Regions from separate parts of the Macaca mulatta genome. Here region 2 is linked to region 1. A link is a contact called in public Hi-C data. All regions are on one chromosome and are shown on one strand. Each heading gives the region's core, a stretch centred on a gene start, on an enhancer-like site or on the middle of the called end of the contact. The rest is flanking DNA. Distances are from core to core; before and after follow the strand shown.

Region 1 (4,670 bases), core at 1,958-4,457:
CAGGGAATAGGGAGGCCTGAGAAAAGAGAGAGACAAGGGAACGACCCATTAGGGGAGCAGTCAGAACACATGCATTTATTAAGTTTGTGGCATCCCAAAACAATTACAATAGTAACATCCAAGATCACCAAACACAGATCACCATAACAGATAGAATAATAATGAAAAAGTTTGAAATACTGCAAGAATTACCAAAATGTGACACAGAGACACAAAATGGGCACATACTTCTGGGGAAAAGGTGCCAACAGACTTGCTCGACCAAAGTTGTCACAGACCTTCAATTTGGAGGAAAAAAAAAACCCCACAATATCCACAAAGTGCAATAAAGCAAGGTATAATCAAATGAGGTGTGCCTATAATTAAATTGTATATTTAAGATTTGTGCATTTCAATGTGTAATTGCCACCTCAATTTTACTTCAAAAAAAAAAAAAAGGAAGTGACTGAAAGACCATTTATGGTATGTTTCAGTATGTGTTATCATGTTTTGATCCCACATGGTTCCAGTACTCATCCCATTCATTGTGAATCTTCATGGTTCCAGTATTTCTAATATTGACCCAGAGTGCCTGTTAATTAGGCCTACAGCAGAAGAGATGAAATAGGGAATTCAGACCTGATGAGCTTGCTCAGGGATTTATGTGTGGTGAACACCAAGTGTTTTGGAATACATGGTTAGTGTATCTGTTAACTGAATCATGAATAGAACCATGGAATGTGTATTGTTTTATTTATCTTCAGACATTGGTGTAGGGAATGAAGCAAGACTCCTTCGTTGTTGGAACCCTCACCACTACTTGCATACAACTTTTCTGGATTTTCCCAGATAGATATATTTTTCTTCCTCAAATACCCAGAGAAATTTGTGCCATTTTCCTGTGCCTTGCATTTTAGTTATATCTGTGTCATATCACCCCTCCTAGTTGGTGTGACTAAAAGGCTAAACTCTGCTCACTATCTCTGCCACCCATAGCACCTAGGACATTCTTTAATTTAGATCAAGTACTTGTTAAAAGTTTTAAATATTTGATGGATTTGATTTGATTGAACTGGATGAAATAACCTTGGTATTTAATGGAACCACAGACCAGGAATTTGAGGAATTGAATTCATTTGTGCCTTCATAGAATGAAATTATCGAGTACTTATTGCATGCAAGACACTGACCTAAGAAATTTTAAAAATCAAAGATACATAACATATAGTACTTGCATGCAAAATTCTACCAGTCTGATAGGGAAAAGACAATGTGTACAACTGATACACAATAAAAGGCAGAAAGTCATGTGAAAAGAGAGGAAGAGACGCTTGCTTATAAAAATCCAAAAGAGGTCAGGTGCAGTGGCTCATGCCTGTAATCCCAGCACTTTTGGAGGCCAAGGTGGGCAGATCACTTGAGCCTAGGAGTCCAAGACTAGCCTGGGCCACATGGCAAAACCCTGTGTCTATTATACAAAACATAAGAATTAGCCAGGCATGGTGGTACATGCCTGTAATCCAGCTACTTGGGAGGCTGAGATAGGAGAATCACCTGAGCCTGGGGGAATGGAGGCTGCAGTGAGCTGTGATCATGCCACTGCACTCCAGCCTGGGTAACAGAGCAATACCCTGTCTCAGAAAGAAAAAAGAAAGAAGAACCAAGAGGAAGAATATCTTTGCCTCTATTTACACTTTGAAACCCTCACTTTCTTTTAAACCAAGCTTAAGTCTTATTTGGAGTATGCATCTTGAAAAAGCCAAAATAAATACTAGCAAGTAGTTTTAGAAATTTTCTTGTCAATAAAGTGTCAAGAAAAATAGGTTCCTTAGAGGGGAATATTCAGTATTCCTTCTAGAATTATAAGTGAATGGGAAGTGATGCCAACATTTCCAACTGAGTTTGTTCCTTTCTTCCTCACAACAGTGAGCATTAGCCTGTGAGAAACCCTGGTTTCTAATTTCATCTCTGCCCATAACTACATAGGTGTCCTGGTCAATTCACTTAATCCCTCTGCATCATAGTTTTTACATCCATAAAATTAGAGAACAGAATGTTTTCCAAGGTCTACTCCAACTCTAAAATTGTCATGATTCTATATTCTGTGGCTCTGTGATCCTAATTACTTTTGATAAGATCATGCACGTGATTTTGGGGATTGGAAAGAGATTGTCAAGTTTCCCAAACTTCATTGATCCATATGCCAACTTCACTGATTATATTTTCAGTAGTATCAATGTTAACTATTTTTCCTAAAAGCAAATGACTTTTATACTTAAATATATTTGGCTTTATCCTAAGCAATAATATCTATGAAAGCATACATTTTTTAGTGTTACTTATGGTTTTTTAAATATGCATTAAACTAAATAACCATTAAATTTGTCTCTTATGTCACCAATAACATGTATGTATTCTACTTTAAGAAACACTGCTTTGCTGTAGTAAGTAGGAAAGTCTATCCAGTATATTTGCTAGTTGATTAGAAAAGTCAATCATAAATGCTATCAGAATAGGTCAACCTATATGCACCAGTATCCACAAAGGCTAAAAAAAAATATGCTGCACTCAACCAGAATCTTCAAAAATCCTGGGATTCGGCTCTTAAGTGGGTTTGTGCATTACCTGGAAAACAATTTGCAAAACAGATTTTTAAAGTTCAGAGTAAATTGGAGAAAAGGCTACATTACATTTGAACCTTAATAAATACTTAATAACCCATAAGACAAATAGCCACGAATTACTAGAATGATTTCAAGCACAGTGCTTCTGCAGAGTCAACCTGCTCTTATTTTTGCTCATTATAAAACAGGAGTTACAATATTGCAAAGTTTATTAGCTCTGTTGATTTGTGTATTTTATAAAATAAGACATTTGAATAATATAGAACCAGAGCCATTAGGAAAATCTATTTCCTTTTTCTTTTCTATCTAGTCTCCTCTGCCCAAGATAGTTTGAAAATATCTTTCTCATAGAAACAGAAAAGCATGAAGATTCCTCCAACTCTGTCCTTTTTTATAGATGTTGTTTATTTCTTGAATGAGGGGGGTGCGTGCGTGTGTGTGTGTGTGTGTGTGTGTGTGTGTGTGTGTACAAGCTTAGGTCCTCAGGTGGAACCGTGGTTCCTGTGCTTTCGTCCTCGAAGCTGTTTTTCTGGAAGGGAATGGAGGCAGCTGTGTTTACAGCTCAAGTCTTGGCATACATTTACCAGAATCTATTATTCATATCATTCAGTATCAGGGAGAGATCTCAGGCCACCTGTCTATCTGACAAATTCACCCTTTTGTGAGCTTTCTGTTCATAGCAAATTATGTTCACATTGATGAATTGAGTTTTTATGAGCATTGCTAACTAACATTCTCACAGAAGGCCAGGGGCAAGAGCCTGCAAGTGTTTCTGGTCCATAAGTAAATGATAAAAAAAAAAAAAAAAAGGAAAAAAATGGTAGTGTTTAAAGACAATTTGCCATGGAGGGATGATAGTTAAATCATTTGGCAATGCCTTAATATTTATAATTCCAAGACTTTCCATAAATTATTGCAAATACTCAGCTTATAACAAACAAAAACATGGAAAAAATCCACACAATATTTTTCTCTGTAGCACAGAATATTATTGAAAAATTGTTCTGCATTTTGACAGGTAACCATTGACCAGGGCAAAACACGGAGTAGTTGAAGAATGCCCAGCATTAATAAATCTAGCAATTTTATACAATAATGTGGAAAACTTGCAGCAATTGTAGCTTAAATTCCAGCTTGGTATTTCCATAGATACAAAATGGATTTCCTTTTAATCTCCAGTAACCCTATACTGGTTATGGAGCTAAGCCATGTGGCATGAGTTAAATAAATGAGAGCAATCTTTCACAAAAGGCTAACAGAAATCCTTCTAAATGGTGGGTGGGGAGATACCCAATGTTCATGATAGAAATAAAAATTTTCTTTGATTTACATGTAGAATTGGTTCTTCTCTCGGGCCTCTATGTCCCTTGCATTTACCCTGACTCTCAGCCTGCATTTCATTTAAAACGGCTGAAAAACAGGAGAAGGTTTCACCAGAGACACGTTCTAGTTTTCCTGTACCCACATTTCAAAGCGCTAATTCCAAATCTCCTTAAATTGATAAGCCTGCATAGGTGGCAGAGTCACTAGTCAGTATATATTTACATAAAAAGCAACAAAACAGAAATTTTACAGAGCAGTGAGTAATATCATCAATAAAAATCCATGCTTCTCAGTTCACTCAAGAACTGTGATCCTAAACTCCCAAAAGACAGATTACTACCTTTGATAAGGGACAATCCTATTGTCTGAAATCTCAGTGAAAGTCAGTCGAAAATTCTACATCTCTTCATAGTAGCCTGCCAAAATGTGTCAGACACATCACCTTTCAGTGCAAAGACACCATAGCACAAAGAACACTTGGCATTATCCCTTGAAAATGCACACCTTTCGAAGGAGCAAATGGGAAGTGTAGTCTGTTAAACACCATATGTGATGGAGCTGCACCAGTCTCATTTCCCCTTCCAAATGCTACAAGCTGCCACCTCATTGTGGTGTGTGACTCTAGGGGAAATCAGTGACAGCTGAGTGTCTACCTGGTCCCAATGTCAGTTGGCTTGCTGACCACTTAAGTATGCAGTTCAATATGATACTATGCTTTAGTGACCTCTGAGAAACAGAATCCCT
Region 2 (4,840 bases), core at 2,267-4,766, 830 kb after region 1:
ATCCTGCGCGACCCAGTGCCTGGGCCCCCGCCCTGCCCTAGCCGGACGCTCCCGAAGCCCGGCTGGAAACCCGGCGGGCCGGGCGCGAGCGGAGCGGGAGGCGGAGGCGGAGGGAGGGCGGAGGCAGGGGCTTGAGGGGGTCAGAAGGGTTGGGGGTGCGGGGCCCCGACCGGACCCCCCGCGCTCGGAACCCCCGGGCGCCTGACGCTCACTTTGCCCGGCACTTCCCCAACTCCCCCCGGTCCAGCAGCCGCGCGCGCCGGGCTCCGGCGCCGGCCGCGGAGGGAGGCTCGCCCTCGAGCCCTGGGCGCCGCCGCCGCCGCCGCCTCGGTTCCTTTTCCCTTTCCCCCTCCTTCTCCCTGGGTCTCGAGCCGCGGAGTGGCCCGGAAAAGTTTGGTTCGGGCCGCTTCTTACCGTTTTTCCTCCTGGGATTGGCTTGTTTGCGCCTCTTGCACCGGGGGCCATCCGCCATGATCGGCTGCTTCATTGATAAGAGCGGATCAGATGGCAGTTCGCATGGACTCGGCGCCCTGCTTCGGCAGCACGCAGGCTCGATCTAGCAACCAAACACAGCGACAATGTGGGCATCGCCCGCGCCCATTGAAACGCGCGCGGGCCGCCCAGGGGAGCCGGGCCAGGGCCCCGGCGAGCACCCATCCGCGCCCCCCAACGCCAAAGCGAAACTTCGGCGGCCCCCTCCCCGCCCCCCACCCCCAGCCTTGGCCCCGAGGCGCTTTGTGTTTGTTACTGTTTGGTGTGTTGCACCCGCGAGGGGATCAGAGAGACAAGAATTACATCTTCAAAATGAGTCATAACTCCTGACCGTATGAGGGAATGCACACGGCGGTACAGTAAGACCGCTTGACTCAGGGCTAGGCGGACCCTTTCCTCCGAAAAGTCCTCAGCCCCCGGCTCGGGAACTTGGGGTGAGGCGAGGTTTTCTTTTCACTCTCATCTTTTCTCATCCCCCCCCACACACCCCCCATTTCCCAGAGGAAACAAACAAACAAACAACTCGAAACAGCCCCTGGATGAAGCACACTCGGGCAAATTGATAATAGTAATTATAGGAAGCCCACTCGCCCAGCGCCCCCTCCCCTCCCCTTTTGGAGTTTATCGAGGCACTGTCTCTTCCTCCCCCCACCCTCGCCCCCAAATTAAGATTTCCCGTTTTACGCCGCAATAAGAAATATAATTACAAGCCTCTTTGGACACTGTCCTTTACCCCACCCCCCCTCGCCACTTTGACAATATTTACAGTATTTCCCCCCACTTCACTCACACACATGCTCCCCCACACTGGTTCCCTGAAATAGTTCCAGTAGATTTTTTTTCCCCCTTAAGAAAGGAAAGAGAAAGTCCAACCACTACGGCAATACTTTTAAGCTCTACTAAATGATCGTATCCTTTCTGGCTTCGAAACTTTTGTACCTAAAAATCGAGAGAGGCGCTGCATTTTTTCAGCTGAAACTGTCAAAACTTGGAGAAGGGGAACCTCGGAGGCAGGCAGGAGAGGAGGAGAATCCTGAAAACTCTGTGGAGGTTGGGAAGATGCTGTGCCTCGAGGATTAGTTTAAACAGGGGGCTATAAAAGATGTAACAGATGCAAACTGTAACACAAGGGCCATTAACCCTTTCTCTGCCGGGCACACTCAGTCCCCACGCCCCGCACCTATTGTCTCCTGTGCTAGAAGCTTTGCAGAAAACCTGGAAAGTGAGTATCAGTTTCCACACATTTGCTGAGAAGGGTGAAGGGAGGGGGGCAGAGAGAAGGGGAAGTGGATATTTTAGAAAGCACCTTAAATTTACGTAGGCATACATAGTAGGAGACTTTTAAGTTTGACACATTTTATCATTTCTTTCCTTGCCCTATTGATTTGAAATTGTTAGGGGAAATCCTGAAATAAAGAAATGGTCACACAAGTGTCTGGGATGAAACAGCTGGCCTGTCTATATTCATCCTGAGACACACGACTGCATATAAATACATGTTTAATAAAGTAAGTTGCTAGTTTTATGGGCATGTGTGTGTAAAAGAGACAGGGCTTTTGTGCTGTAAACTTTATCTTTGCCTGTTACTCCTAAGTCTGGAGTTAGTAATCTTGCCTTCATCATTACAGGGGGAGCATGTAAAATATATCAGTAGGTGGGAGATAAACACATTCATGTTAGCCGGGCTCATCACTGTTCCTGGGAACTCCTGCTATCTCTCTCTCGACTTTTCAGTGCCAAAGTATAGAATGGGATATATGTGTGTATGTGTCTTCTATTAAATCCATGACTATATTACTTTGCCATTTAAAATACAATTTTAAAAGTTATCCTAATTTAAAACCCTGATATCCTGACAGCAGTTTTCTTCCCAGCTGTAGTGCCCCCCCTCCACTTTGGTAAACGACTCAAGTTCCATGAGGACTTTCACTTCTTTATTTATAATCACAGAAGTGAGGTGTTACTTCACACACATACACACACAAAGAATGAAATAAAGAAATGAAACTCGCTAAGCAGACAAAAACAGACAACTTTCTGCTTAGAAAACAGCCTTCTCGGTGGGAGAGGATGAACTGCCATGTCTAAGAGAAAGACTTGCCCCCGAATTTGTAGGTCTGAAACTGACCAAGTTTTGTAATTATTAACAGGTATTTGCCAAGTCCTAATTGCTAAATATAATGAATTGGAACTAGATGCGAAAATAGAGCAGGACCTCTCCCCTTGATGAGTTTTTATTCCAGCCATATAATTCTCAATAAAACTTTTCCTGGGCTGAGTAGCAAAGGGCACCTTAGGTTACCTGAATGGACAGGTACAGGGGAAATTATTTGGGGGAGGGAAAAAGGAGAGAAAAGCAAGGAGAGAAAGTGTGAGTGTAAGTGTAAGAGAAAGCGAAGAAGACACTCTTGAGAAAAGCTTGCCACAAAGAAGCTAAACCCACCTGAAATTCATACCCACGGACACCCCTTCTCACTTCAGACTCACATCCCCACTCAAAATGAGAAAATTAGAAAAGGAGGATGGAGGACGAGCACACCAAAAAGGGATAAAAAGAGAGAAAAGGGGAGGAAAAAAAACCTACCTGCGAAGTCTTGTTTGTAGTTTTGGCCAGAAATGGTGAGAAGAAAAAGCATGAAGAAGCCGCGAAGTGTGGGGGAGAAAAAGGTGGAAGCGAAGAAACAGCTCCCGGAGCAAACTGTACAAAAACCTCGCCAAGAGTGTCGGGAGGCAGGACCGTTATTCCTGCGGAGCAGGTTAGAACTGATCTCTTTCGGCCACTCCAGGAAACACAAACCTGGGGACGGACTGACGTGTTACGCCTCTTCTAATGACATTTTTTTCTTTTTCTTTTCTGTAGGAGAGAGACGAGAGACCCTGAAACACGCGCCACCTATCTTTGTGGGGAGGGATAATTGAAGCGCCCTGAGCGTGAGCATCATGTGAAAACGTGATCGCCAAGTTTCTCTCTGGGAAAGGATCTGGGATAGATTATACCTTGAAGTCTCCGCAAACGCTTTAGTGGAAGAAATGAAATTCCACCTCCCTCCCTTCCTCCTCTCCCTCCCTTTCGCCTTCGCCTCCCTCCCCCCTCCCTCCCTTCTCCCCCCCCTCCCCCCGCCCGTCAAGCCTTTGGCATCATTATCCTCATCACTAAATCCTACAGAGTACAGGGCGGAAAACGGTGCACACCATTCACAGAACTGGAGAACTCCAAGGGGCGAAAGTTAAAGGGAAAGATCCCGGGTCCTCAATCCAGATCATCTCTTCTTATACAGATATCTCTAATGACCAGATTTGAGATGCACATCAAATTGTGTAGCTATCTCAGTACAGCTTCTGGAACAAAATTCACTGCCCTTTCCATTATTATTATTTTTTTCTTTTTAGGTACCAGAGCCAGAAAAAAAAAAAAAAAAAGTGCTTCATGAGAGCTGCATCTTAGGGCATGTGTGTTAGGGTGTGTGCATGATGAATTTCTGGTCTGGATCCCAATATTAAAAAGTAGTTTGGCATTTTAATAAAGGGTTTCTAAGTAAATTAACATAGAACACTCGGTTGGCCGATCTCTGAATCTCTCTACACCTCGGGGAGACCTCACTACAAAGTAAGGGAGAATGTGTAGGGAGGCAGGAGGAGAAAAGAGAAAGGCCATAGAGAAACTTAGCAGGGAAGGGAGAACATGATATTAAACGGCATGGGGTCTAAGTTTTGGAGTATATATTTTTTGATATTACAATTAAAGTAAAATTAAAAAGAAAAGACTCCACCTTTGCTCTGAAGGGATTGGTTATGCAAATATGGAAGGGATTTCCTGGAGAATACAGCTTTCTACTGTATGGTTAATTAAATAATCACTCAAAAGCTTCCAACGTGACGCTTCTGTCGTAATCCAATCAGGTTACATAGGTCCTAAACAAGAAAGATATTTTCCACATCTGGAAGTCAGCAATTTAGCAAGTACTGCACATTATTAACCAATTCAGAGCCCACTTCCCAGGGGAATTTTTTTGAAGTTTAAGTGTTCTTAACCAATGCTCTGCTGTTTTGTTAATCAAAAAGCTGGTTTACACTGCACATAATTGGAACTAATATAGAAGTAAATAAAGACAGCCAAATTTGAGGATGCTGAGCACAGGCATTTATCGGAAAAGGAAGAAATCTCCTATCTTCGGATGGTTCAGGCTCAATTTCTTAAATAACTGTGAGACTTTTTTTTTTTTTTCCCCTAAAGAGTGAAAGTGCTTGAGAACCTCAGAGCACAAATAAACTTCTAGTCTCACAGCATTTAGAATCCTTCGGAAAGGTAAAGGTGGAGGTGTTAAGAGGACCAGAGAGCTGCCTCACA

Evidence for each region. Hi-C and Micro-C count contacts between places; a contact is called where the count stands out from the background.
Region 2: a Hi-C map of fetal cortex germinal zone shows a contact between it and region 1, with 2.9 times the contacts expected there. The contact joins the promoter of ZEB2 here to the enhancer-like site in region 1. A contact is called at or near these places in 2 of 14 Hi-C or Micro-C datasets (fetal cortex germinal zone and fetal cortical plate).

Annotation. Positions count from the first base shown.
Region 1 is chr12:48,644,199-48,648,868 of T2T-MMU8v2.0, forward strand. The region is part of intron 12 of ARHGAP15 (Rho GTPase activating protein 15); the gene reads left to right. Among named protein-coding and RNA genes, the nearest start is that of ARHGAP15, 540 kb to the left of the region's middle. Within about 2 kb of position 3,208, at least 5 of the 40 cell types and tissues checked have an H3K27ac peak or open chromatin away from gene starts, as enhancers often do. A contact at or near this core is called in fetal cortex germinal zone, where this site is marked.
Region 2 is chr12:49,472,527-49,477,366 of T2T-MMU8v2.0, forward strand. ZEB2 (zinc finger E-box binding homeobox 2) reads right to left here and starts at 3,517. Exons shown (of 9, transcript XM_015110057.3): 1 at 3,077-3,517; 2 at 415-556. The coding sequence starts at 487. It overlaps LOC144333377 (a long non-coding RNA gene), which reads left to right and starts at 3,097. Exons shown (of 2, transcript XR_013401984.1): 1 at 3,097-3,248; 2 at 3,353-4,040.